Regions from separate parts of the Macaca mulatta genome. Here region 2 is linked to region 1. A link is a contact called in public Hi-C data. All regions are on one chromosome and are shown on one strand. Each heading gives the region's core, a stretch centred on a gene start, on an enhancer-like site or on the middle of the called end of the contact. The rest is flanking DNA. Distances are from core to core; before and after follow the strand shown.

Region 1 (5,581 bases), core at 1,671-4,170:
AGAACGTGAGACGGTGAATGAGGGTTCACTTGGGTATGTTATTGTCTAAAGTAATCCTCAACGCTTCAACGAAAACATAGGCATCTCAAAAGTAAAATTTAAAGGATAACAATATTCAGTCTATTTAATGAACAAATTACAGAAATCGCCAATAATAAACATAGTGTATTCATAATGGAAGTAAATTCCGAATACTTCAATCTCCAAACGCGAGGAGGAAAAAAAAAAAAGGTGAGAGGCAACAGGGTATATGGGTGTCATAAATCAATGTATTGTCTATGATTTCTGTCCTGCCTACTCAAAAATTTTTAGGAAGTCTGGAGTAAAATCTCTGGGTCTTGGGAAGATGCTAGATGCTACCCTAAGCAGCAACGCAACCCACCTGACACCCCAGAGCGGCTCACAGAACTCCAGAGGTGTGAAAGGGAGGGTATAAATAAGAGAACAGCAAAGGCACGAGATTTTTTTCCGGGAGCTGGAATTACGACTCTGTAAGGTCGTTTTCCAGAGCTGTGCTTGAATTGTTCACGGAAAAACACGTCTTTTTCTACCTAAAGCAGAGATCTGCAGCAACAGCAGCCAGGCGCCCACCGTCAGTGCCAAAGAAAGACTAAGTCCCAGGTGCAACAAGCATACTAGCTGCCGTCTCTGCACCCGGGAGGGCAAATCCTGGACACAGACACACAAAACGCTCAAAACCACCCCCAACCAGCTCAATTCCAAATATCTTGGAAGAGGACTGAAGGAAAACGGATACTCAGGTGCCCATTCTCAGGCTTGCAGTACCCACAGCCACAGAGATGGGACAATTCCTGGCTCTGAGGAGTGACCAAGATGAGGACATTCCAAAATGCGGGACGTGTTCTTGCAAAAGAAACACGGGAGTCTCTGGAAACAGACGTGGGCCAGGCTTCACCTCGCTACTGGTTAACCTGGGGCGCTCCCACCAACCAGCTCAAAGCCCCGGGAAGCCCCTAGTGAGGCCCGGTGGCCGGTCACCCCCAACTTGTAGGACACTCAAGACACAGGCCACCGCCCTGCTGGCCAGGAACGCTGGCTCCGCGCTTACCTCGCAGGCCTTGAGCTTGTCACCATCTCCCTCAGGCAGACCAGTCCGACGCGTGGCCATCATTTCATTTCAAATGACAAAGAAGGGACAAATCCTTTGGAATCCACATTGGAGGTGGGGGGGGGGATGCCACCACACACCCGAAGGGGAAGAATTCCGCAAGCAAGCTCCGAGGGGCAGGGCTGGTGAAACAGACAACGTGCCAGGGAATGAAGGTTTTCAGGAAGCGCCTTCAAATGCCTTGCTGATTTCTCGCGACTTCAACTGACTTCGCCTTCTTCTTCCATTTCTGGAGACTTAAAAACAAAGGCGACAGGTCTTCTTGGAAGCCAGTGTCGAGGCCAATTGCAGAAAGCGGTCCCCTTCTTCCCAGTGCCACTCCTGAGTCCTGGAAAAATCCGAACGGGTCGTGAAGGCTCGAGTGTCAGCTCCCAGAGAGATCCTAGGAAAAGGAGAAATTAAAGGGCGTGAACTTTCTCCAGGCGCCTATCACTGTCTTGCCCACAAGTCCACACCAAGTTCGCGTTTCCTCCCTAACAAAACAAAACAAAAAAAAAATTTTTTAACGTAAACAAACAAAAAGCCTATAAATTCGAGGGGGTGTTTAAAAAAGAAAAATCTCAAAACTGCCCAGCGGTTGCGTCAAACACATCAAACACACCTGGCTGTTATGCAGCCTTCAAGAAAATCGTTCCCCATTCAAGTGCATTTTAATTCATGTCTTTCCTGGGCAGAGCAGAGGGCTGTGCACGTTCTTTTCTGCATCACCCAGACAGGGACACTTCGGGGAAGTTTTCTCCCCCACGAGGTTGAAATGGGATCACACTTTTCAAGCCCCCTCCTCGTTCCCCTCCGCCCCCCAAAAACTCAAGCACAAAGCCAGCCTGGCTGGGGCCGGCGTGGGCTCGGCGGCGTCTCCGGGTGACTCGGGCGCCGCCCCTCCGCCCCTCCGCCCCGGCCGGCGTCCCCGAGGAGGCGGCTGTTTTCCTTGGCCCGCGGCGGGGCTGGGTGGGGACGGCCGGGGACGGCCGGGGAGGCGTGCGCGGCCGCGGGTGGGACGCGGGCGCCAATCCCGCTCCGGGGCATGATTCCGAAGCCACACTCGAGCAACTCTGAAGTCACGGCTTTTCCCCCAACTACAACTCGACACGGCTTTCCTTCCCCTGTGGCCACCTAGGGGGGAAAAAAACTAGGAAAAAGCAAACCACCACCCACCTCCCCCACGATTCCCCCGCCCCTTCCTGAGGCGGGTCGGAGACCTCCAGCTCCCAAAGAGAGCGGCCCCAATATGGGCTTTCTCAAAGGTGCTAGGAGCCCCTGGGCGAGACAAAACCGGGGGCCTTACCCTTCCCGCCCGCTCGGGCCAGGCGGCCAAAGCGCGGCGGCGAGCTGGAGCGGGGACGCGGGCCGGGCGCCGGGCCCGGCCGGGACGCGCTAGGCCGCAGGCTCGGTTAATATTCATGAGCGGCCCCGGGCGCCCCTCCTCCAAGGCCGGCCGGCCGGACCCCGGCGCCCGCCGCCGGCCTTTGTGCCCTTCCCTCCGCCCCGCCGCCCGCCCTCGCTCTGCACACGCGGGCGCGGCCCCTCCGCCCCCGCCGGGCGCCCGCCGCGGGCTCCCTCCCGCCCCAAGCCAGCGCCAGGCCGGGTGGCCTGAGGTGGCGGGAAGGGAGAGAGCCTGCGGCGAGCCGGGCTCACCCCGGCCCGCGAGCGCGGCGCCCTCCCGGCTGAGACGGAAAAGAAACCAGACACGCACCAGAGGAAGCGGGACGAGTGGATCCGCACCGGGCTGGCCGGCTCCGGGACAGCGCGCCCCGCCCGGCGTGAGCCGGACCCCGCAGCAGGACGATCCCGCGCTGCCCGCCGCCGCCGCCGCCGCCGCGCTCCGAGGCCGCCGCCCCCGGCCGGCCGCTCCCAGGCACCGCCGCGACCTGCCCCGGCCGGCCCCGGGCTCTCGGCCGCCGCGGGAGGGCGTGGGGCGGGGCGGCGGCCGCCGGACTCTCCCCTCGCCTCGCCGGGCCGGGCCGGGGCCCCGCTCCGGCGCCCGCGAACGCCAAGTGACAGAAGCGCCTCGCTCCGCGGCCGCGCGGAGCTGTTTCCCGGGGGCGGATTTCTCGCTTCTTCCTCCCTGGATCCACCTCCTCCCACTCCACCTCCTTCCCCTCCCCTCCCCAGGGGAGGCTCTGGGGCTGAATATTTTCTGTCTTGAATAACACGGGCCCGGGGAACCGACGCTGGAGAAGGGGGATTACCCGGAGGCCGGAGGGGGGTGCTCGCCTGCCCCCTCCCCGTGGGTCGCGGGACCTACAAGCCCTCGCCCCCCAGCACCCCAAAACCAGGCACACACAACCCTCCCCGCCCCTGCAGTCTCCCAAGCGCTGAGTGGCAGCGTCCAGGGATGGGCTTGCTCCCGGGGAAGGAGACCTGGTGGTAGGCGTCTGGGGTGGAGAGGGGGACAAGCCTATAACAGCGACATCTGCAGACTCGAGGGATCAAAGGTCCTAGACCGGGGGACGGGGACTGGCAAATTGTGCCCCCCCTTTTTTGCAGCGGGCAGGCAATGAAGCTGCGACCAGACGTGGGACTTGCAGATAAGGGAGTGTCCCTTCACGCCTCACAGCAAAATCTCTTCCTGTGGTGGGAAGGGGGAAGTTAGCCAAGCGTTGCTCATTCAGTTCTTTCCCTTTTATAAATTCTGCAGAGCGACTGAGCGAATTTGGCGCGGCTAGCGGAACTGTGAAGAGGCTGCTGCGCTTCTCTGTCCGCCACACTTCAGGTCACAGCCGCTCCGGAGCCGCGGCACAACCGCCTCCCTCCCCACCCAGCTCCCGGGCCTTGTCACAGACCCCGGCAGCTTGCTCCGCCCCACCGCGCCTCACAACATCTCCCGCTGCAAATTGTCCAATCGGGAGACACGATGGGAGAACGCGAGCCAATCAGGGACTGGTTAGTCAGGCTTCCCTCCGCCCTCTTCCCCGCCCCCAGGTGAAGGCCACCGCCCCCTCGGCCTCCCCTTCCCACCCCGCCCGGCTCCTGGGAGGTGGCTCCCCGGCTCCGAACCTCGCGGGTCTGGAGGGGAGTTGCTCGCAGTCGGAGGCAGCGTTTGTCACCTTGTCACCCTCATCCTCGGCCCCTTCCCATACACACTCCTCTCTCCTTTTCAGTGCTCCTGCTGGTGCTGTTGAGGGTCATTTTTATCCTCACTGCGGCGGGGGACTGCCAGCAATTGTGTCTGATCAGCTGCCACCGCCGTCCAGAGGGAAAAAAAAGAGGAACAAAACCTAGAAGCTATGGAGTCCGCTTACCTTTTCCTTCTTTCTTGCTACTCTCCCCTGTAGACTTAGAGTCTTCCCCCGCCCGCCCACCACCTGAGGTCCTGTTTCTTTGTGGGGGACAGGGGAGCGGGGACATAAAGCACGCCCTGCAGCTGGGGCACCTGCGCCTTCGTTTTTACATCTTCCTTAAAGTGGATGGTGCCAAACCAAATCGACAGCTAAATCCTCCGCTTCAATTCGAGGAAAGACGTTGACGAGATCATTTTTAGATGGCCACGAAATTTGCATGTTCTTGACAGCCCGTCACCAAACAAGTCAGCTAACAATCAAGAAAAGAAAAATAGAATAAAATACAAGGAGGGATTGCCAGTCAGATGGTAATTTACTAAATAGCCCACTGGCTGTAGCAGTATCCAGTGCTAGATACTATTGAGTAAATTAACAAGAAGTGAATAGAAATTCAGGGTTCAAGTAGCTCACCGCTTGTGGGTTTATAGAATATGTCCAGAAAGGAAAAACAATTTACAGCACAAAACAACTCCTTACACATGCAAATGTGCATGCACGGCATAAACGGAATACCTAACAGCTAAGGACATTTGGGTTAAAATTTTTGCACTAGAAATTTTTGTAAATGTCGATTGTGAAATTTGCAGTTTGATAAAGGAGAGTAAAATGTGGGCCATGAAAGGAGAAGGAAAAGGAAGGAAAACACATTCTAAAAATTATGGAAAAATAACATAACCTAGAGAGGCAATATTTCTATAAGAGGTAATAAGATGTAAGGACCAAGATTACAATCCAACTCCATTTACCACATAACTTAGCGCGAATTATTACTTATGTGTCTAAGTACTAGAGCTATCAAATTCAACGCCTCCTGCTAGGTATTCCTCTAAAAGCTTTACACAACAAGATAGGTGGGTGGTGAAGGAAGGTTTCAAGCCCAGGGGATCTGGCTCCAGAGTCCATTCTTTTATTCACAATACTATACTAGGCTGGGCTCAGTGGCTCACGCCTGTAATCCCAACACTTCGGGAGGCTGAGATGGGAGGATTGCTTGAGTCCAGGAGTTTGAGACCAGCGTGAGCAACATAGGGAGACCCGTTTGTACAAGCAAAATGTTAGCTGGGCGTGGTGGCATGCGCCTGTAGTCCCAGCTGATTAGGAGGCTGTGAGGCAGGAGGATCGCTTGAGCCCAGGAGTTCAAGGCTGCAGTGAGCTATGTCCAAGAGTGGCA
Region 2 (5,421 bases), core at 2,415-4,914, 220 kb after region 1:
GCTTCCTATGTAGCATAGTGATTGAAAGCTGGTTCAAATCCTACTACTGCCATTTGCTACTTATATGACCTGGGTGATTTACTTAATCTCTCAGTGCCTCAGTTTCCTCCTCTGTAAAATGGGGAGTATGCTAGACCTCCCTTACAGATTTGTGCTCAAGAAATGCTTGCTATTATTACCTGCCCTCTGCCCCTTTTTTGAGACAGGGTCTCACTCTGATGCCCAGGCTGGAAGGCAGTGGCGCGACCATGGCTCATTGCAGCCTTGATTTCCTGGGCTCAGGTGCTTCTCCCACCTCAGCCTCCACAGTAGCTGGGACTACAGGCATGCACCACCACGCCCAGCTAATTTTTGTATTTTTTGTAGAGAGAGGGTTGGCTGCCCAGGCTGGTCTCGAACTCCTGGGCTAAAGTGATTCACCCACCTCGGCCTCCCAAAGTGCTAGGATTACAGGTGTGAGCCACCACTCCCAGCCACCTGCCCCTTTTGAAAACTGGTACTAATTTGATATTTTGTATCCCATCCATGAGAGTATTCTATTCTCCCAGTAAACTCATCCTCTCCAGATTTCCCTTCCCTCCTGCCTTACCTGCCATGAGTTGCCTTCTACCAGCAGCTTCGATTGACTCTGAAATTGCCTGCTTATATCCAACTCGAGGTTAATCTAATTATTCCAAGTTCTACTGGAGAAAAGGATGTAAATGCAGGGACTATCTCCATTATACATGGACTATTTCCCACCTTGGTGGGCTCTCATACAAGCACCAAGCCCCATGGCAGCTGGTCCAGTTTATACTCATTTTTTTGTTTTTATTTTTACTTTATTTTATTTTATTTTATTTTTTTGAGAAGGAGTTTCACTCTTGTTGCCCAGGCTGGAGTGCAATGGTACAGTCTCAGCTTGCTGCAACCTCCACCTCCCGGGTTCAGGCAATTCTCCTGCTTCAGCCTCCCGAGTAGCTGTGGTTACAGGCATGTACTACCATGCCCAGCTAATTTTGTATTTTTAGTAGCAGCTAGGTTTCACAATGTTGGTCAGGATTTTATTGAACTCCTGACCTCAGGTGATCTACCCACCTTGGCCTTCCAAAGTGCTGGGATTACAGGTATGAGCCACCTCACCTGGCCCTCTATTCTCTTTATACCCCTCTTACTACCTCTTTGCATTTTTCAAAAAATTACCTTGCTTCCAGGAGGACCTCTGTTGACACCAATAGACTGGGCTATTTACAATGTTCTCTCACTTGTTTCTTAGACTTCAACAATTTACCTACTCTATCAGTGCATCTAGATCCACCTTATTCTTTTCTAAAAGTATCTAGTATGTTATGGTAGTACAAGTTGAGTACGCCTCACCCAAAATGCTTGGGACCAGATGTGTTTCTAATTACTGATGTTTTTTTTTTTTTCTTTGGATTTTGGAATATTTGCATTTACTTCCTGGTTGAGCATCCCTAATCTGAAAATCCGAAATCCAAAATGCTCCAGCCAGTATTTCCTTTCAGCATCATGTTGGCGCACAGAAAGTGTCAGATTTGGGGGCATTTTGGATTTTGGATTTTTGGATTAGGGATGCTCAACTTGTACTATATTTTAACTGTTCTACCAATGGAGTGGTTGTTTAAAAGATTCTCCCTACTAATGACTTTGTAATTGTTAAATACAGTGGCTGTTTTCCATCTTGGTATCCAACTTGCTGTCCCTGTAGCATCTGACACTTCTGATGACCTCTTGACACCGCCCCTCCCGCTCAACAATGCTCTGTTCCCAAGGCACCCACCACCCTGCCTGCCCTCCCACCCTTCAGCGTTCTTTCTCGGTTCCTTCAACCAGCTTCTCCCCCACAGGCAGCCTCCTACATTTGGGACTTTCCAGGCTTCCATCCTTAACAGTTGCTTTAATTGTTTTTTCCACATTCACTGAGCATTCCTGAACATTAAATATTATTCTTTCTGCTGATTTCCAAATCTCTCCAATCGCTCTCCTGAATTCCAAATGTGAATTTCACAAATTGCCTACAGTGCAGCCCGATCTGTGGGCCTTACAGGCACTGCAGACTCAATTTGTCCACAATGAACTTAGTGATTGCCCTTTTTGCGTTTTAGTCTCCCTCCCATCCATCACACCGCTAGGCTTGCCCCTCCTCCTGGGGCAACTGGAATGGTTTTTATAAAAGCATAAATCGGATACAATGATTCTTTTGCATTTGATATGCGGGTCTCCGCCTGCAGTCCACATGGCTACTCCTGTGTACCCTTCAGATCTTAGTTCAAAGGTCACCGCGGAGAGGCTGCCCTGACCACCTGAGCAAAAGCATCACTCCCCGCTTCTCCTCCAATTACCCTCTATCCTGTTACCCTCCTCCTATTGCACATCTCTACTGGAAATTTTCTCTATTTGTTTACACACTGCTTGCCTGTGTCTTCTCTAGAACGCAAGCTCATGAAGACAAGGCCTTTGTCTTTTGCACCCCAGCGCCTACAACACCTTCTGCAACCCAGCAGGACAATCAACTTGTGGAATGAATAAATAAATCAACACCTCATCCTTTAAGAAGGAAAGGGCCTGCTGTTAAATTAAGCACTGAGCCCCACATTTCAACCTGACCGGTTCTGTCTGAGTGTGTCACCTTTCCCTCCCCAGCCCACTTACTTTAGTTCAGGCCATTCATATTCATAAACAGATTATCTGTGAACGACAAGCTGATCCCTGGAAAGAGATGGCAAGTTAGCTCCACCCACCATCCTCACCACCATTGAGTTTCACATTGAACTTGACACAAGTTATAACCACCACCTTCTAGGAAAACCACTTCTCAGGGAGCAGGGAGGACGCGGCCACAAGGTCAAGAACGGATTAGATCCTAGCACACTGACCCTCTGGCTGACACCAACAGGAGTCTCAGTTCTGGGAAACCAGCATCCCACACCCTCCCATCCGGACACACTGCTAGATATTTTACATGCATCCTCCCAATTCGCTCCGGAGCCCAGCCTGCTGTTGCTCCCTTTTACAGACAAACCATAGGTCCCGCAGGAGCGTGTCCCAGAGCTCCTGCAGAGGCCTCCACTGCCAGAGAGCCCCCCAACCTGGGTACCAAAGGCTTCAGAGCTCAAGTTCTGTCAACTTGAGCTACTTTATTTCCTGGCTGCCTTCAAAACCCCTCAGTGTCCTTTTTAAAAACAAAACTTGAAGCCCGCTCTGGAAGAGGAGGCCCAGGAAGAAGGAGGCCTACAGAGCAGCACGCGGGTGTCTCGGCCCGGCCGGCTCCCAGAAGCTGCTCCCCGTGGCTCGCTGGGATGGGGACGGCTGGGCGCCGGCGGGACGCTGCAGGAGCGGGCTACCGGCCGGAGGACGCGGGGGGACGCTGGGAACTCGGGGTGAAGGGACGGGACTCGGCGTTTCCTCAGATTGGGGGCGGGGAGAGGAGGCCAGGGTCTGAGGATGGAAGCGATCCCCGCCAGGAGGGAGAACAAAGCGGTGGCCCGCTTTCTCTCCCGACGCACGGCAGGCATTTAATCTACAAGCAGGGTGCCAGGGAGGAAGGGGAGCGGGGCGAGCCCCAAAATCGGGAGTTTGCATTTACCACGACGCCTCGCCCGTAGTCTGGCGCCTCCTCGCTGCTCCCGGCCATGTTTCTCCCGGGGAACGCGGGAAGGGAAGACGGCGCGGGAAGGAGCTGGGAGGGCGAAGGTTGCGTGGGGGAAGGGACTTGGGGATGGGGACCCGGCCGCCCCGCCCCGCCCCGGGCCCGCCGGCTGGAAGCAGCGGCCTGGCGCGGATCCAGGGCCCCGGCGCGGCGCCCCCTCCCCTGGCGAGGCCGCGGGGGCGCGGGGAGCAGCTGCCAAGCCGCGACCGCTCCCCGTGAGCGCGGGCCCCGGGCGCGTCCCTCGCGGCCACCGCTGTCGCCGCCGCCGCCTGCCGGATGGTCGCCTGCAGCCCCCGGCCTCGCCGCCAGGCCCCGCGGGGACTCGGGAGCACGAGGCAGCCCGCGGCAGGAAGAGAACGTGTCCCCCAGGCCCCTGCTTCCCAGATCCACCGTCCTAGCCCTCGGGCTAACAATCTCCTTGGCTCTTCCCTGCCAGATTTCATGCACGCGATTGTCCCAAGCAGAAGCGTGAAAGAGCCTGCGAGCCGGCGTGCTCTTGGAGGATGGGCAAGTGTCCTGGATGTGTTTTCAAACCCTGGAGCCGCCACCCACCTCTCTCCACCTCCCCTCACCTCCCTCCACTTCCCCTCACTTCCCTCCACCTCCTCTCACCTCCCTCCACCTTCCTCCGCCTTTCTCTGCCTTCCCCCCATCTTCCTCATCCCAGGGCCTGGAGCTGGAAAGATTACACCCGATTGCTTTTAGGGTGGCCCAGATCTGCAGGGATCAGATCTGGGCTTTCAGGATCCGGCCTTTCAGCCTTTGGTCAACTGCATTCAGGGGAGGAGGGGGAGAGATTTTTTCACATTCTCTGCTTTACCAGTTTTGCAAGAACATCTGGTCAGATTGTAATTGTTCCAGGTTGCAGCTTTATTAAAGCAGTCACTCTCTTCTGATTAGAAATCCTTCTCGTATGAGTCTGTTGTTCATTTCAACCCCTCTCACATCCCTGTGCTCCAGTTCTTTGTCCACTCCTGCAGGGTCCTGCTTTTTCTGGGTGTGTCTTCAGTCCCCAGGTCCCTGACATCTCATCAGCATCTTCATTCACTCAACCCAATTCAGGTTGAAGGCCTGAATCCAAGAGAACTGAACACAGTTTTCCTGATGCAGGCCTCTTTTGTTCATCTTCGGATTCTGGCACACAGAGGGGAGAGGAATGCTGATTTTGCCTAGTTTAAAGGGAAAATAGTTATCAATCGGTTAATGACGTTCTAGATTGGAAAAATATTAGTCATTCAGACTTGGCGCCCTGGTCCTGCTCAGCAGGGCTGGCTCTTCGTGTCGTTTCTAAGCACCACTGCCTTGGAGGGTGCAGCTCCAGAGATCCTGAAATCAGGCTTCTGCTTGGGAACTGCCTTACAAAAATGAGGGGTGTTGTTTCCCAGCGCACAGGTAAACATTTTCTCTTAGTAATTGTCAGAGGGTGTTGTTTTGAGCCATTTTTGTAGTCTGCCTCTCACTTCTTTTCCCCAAAGTCAAGCACCATCTTCCCTTTTCATTTTCAAAGACCAGGCCCAGGAACCATATTCACCAGCAACTTCATTAAAATTTCCAGGAGCTGAAAAGTGCTATCATTAGGGTGGTGATCAAACTTGAGAGTTCAGGACTCTCTTGGGGAGCTGTTTAATGCAGCTTCACTGGGTGGGGAAGATCTGTGGAAGCACCTAGAATCCTGCACCTGCTGAGAGACACCAGATGGGTGTGATGTGGATGGCTCATGACCTGTGCTTTAGGGGATTCTACTAGACCATCTTACTGCTTGGATATCAAAC

The links. A called contact is a pair of places that touch in the nucleus more often than the background predicts.
Region 2: a Hi-C map of fetal cortex germinal zone shows a contact between it and region 1, with 5 times the contacts expected there. The contact joins the promoter of PRTFDC1 here to the promoter of ARHGAP21 in region 1. A contact is called at or near these places in 2 of 14 Hi-C or Micro-C datasets (fetal cortex germinal zone and fetal cortical plate).

Annotation. Positions count from the first base shown.
Region 1 is chr9:26,169,262-26,174,842 of T2T-MMU8v2.0, forward strand. It overlaps ARHGAP21 (Rho GTPase activating protein 21), which reads right to left and starts at 2,921. Exons shown (of 25, transcript NM_001261285.1): 1 at 2,823-2,921; 2 at 1,070-1,511. The coding sequence starts at 1,132.
Region 2 is chr9:26,384,948-26,390,368 of T2T-MMU8v2.0, forward strand. It overlaps PRTFDC1 (phosphoribosyl transferase domain containing 1), which reads right to left and starts at 3,665. Exons shown (of 9, transcript XM_015146641.3): 1 at 3,587-3,665. The coding sequence starts at 3,634.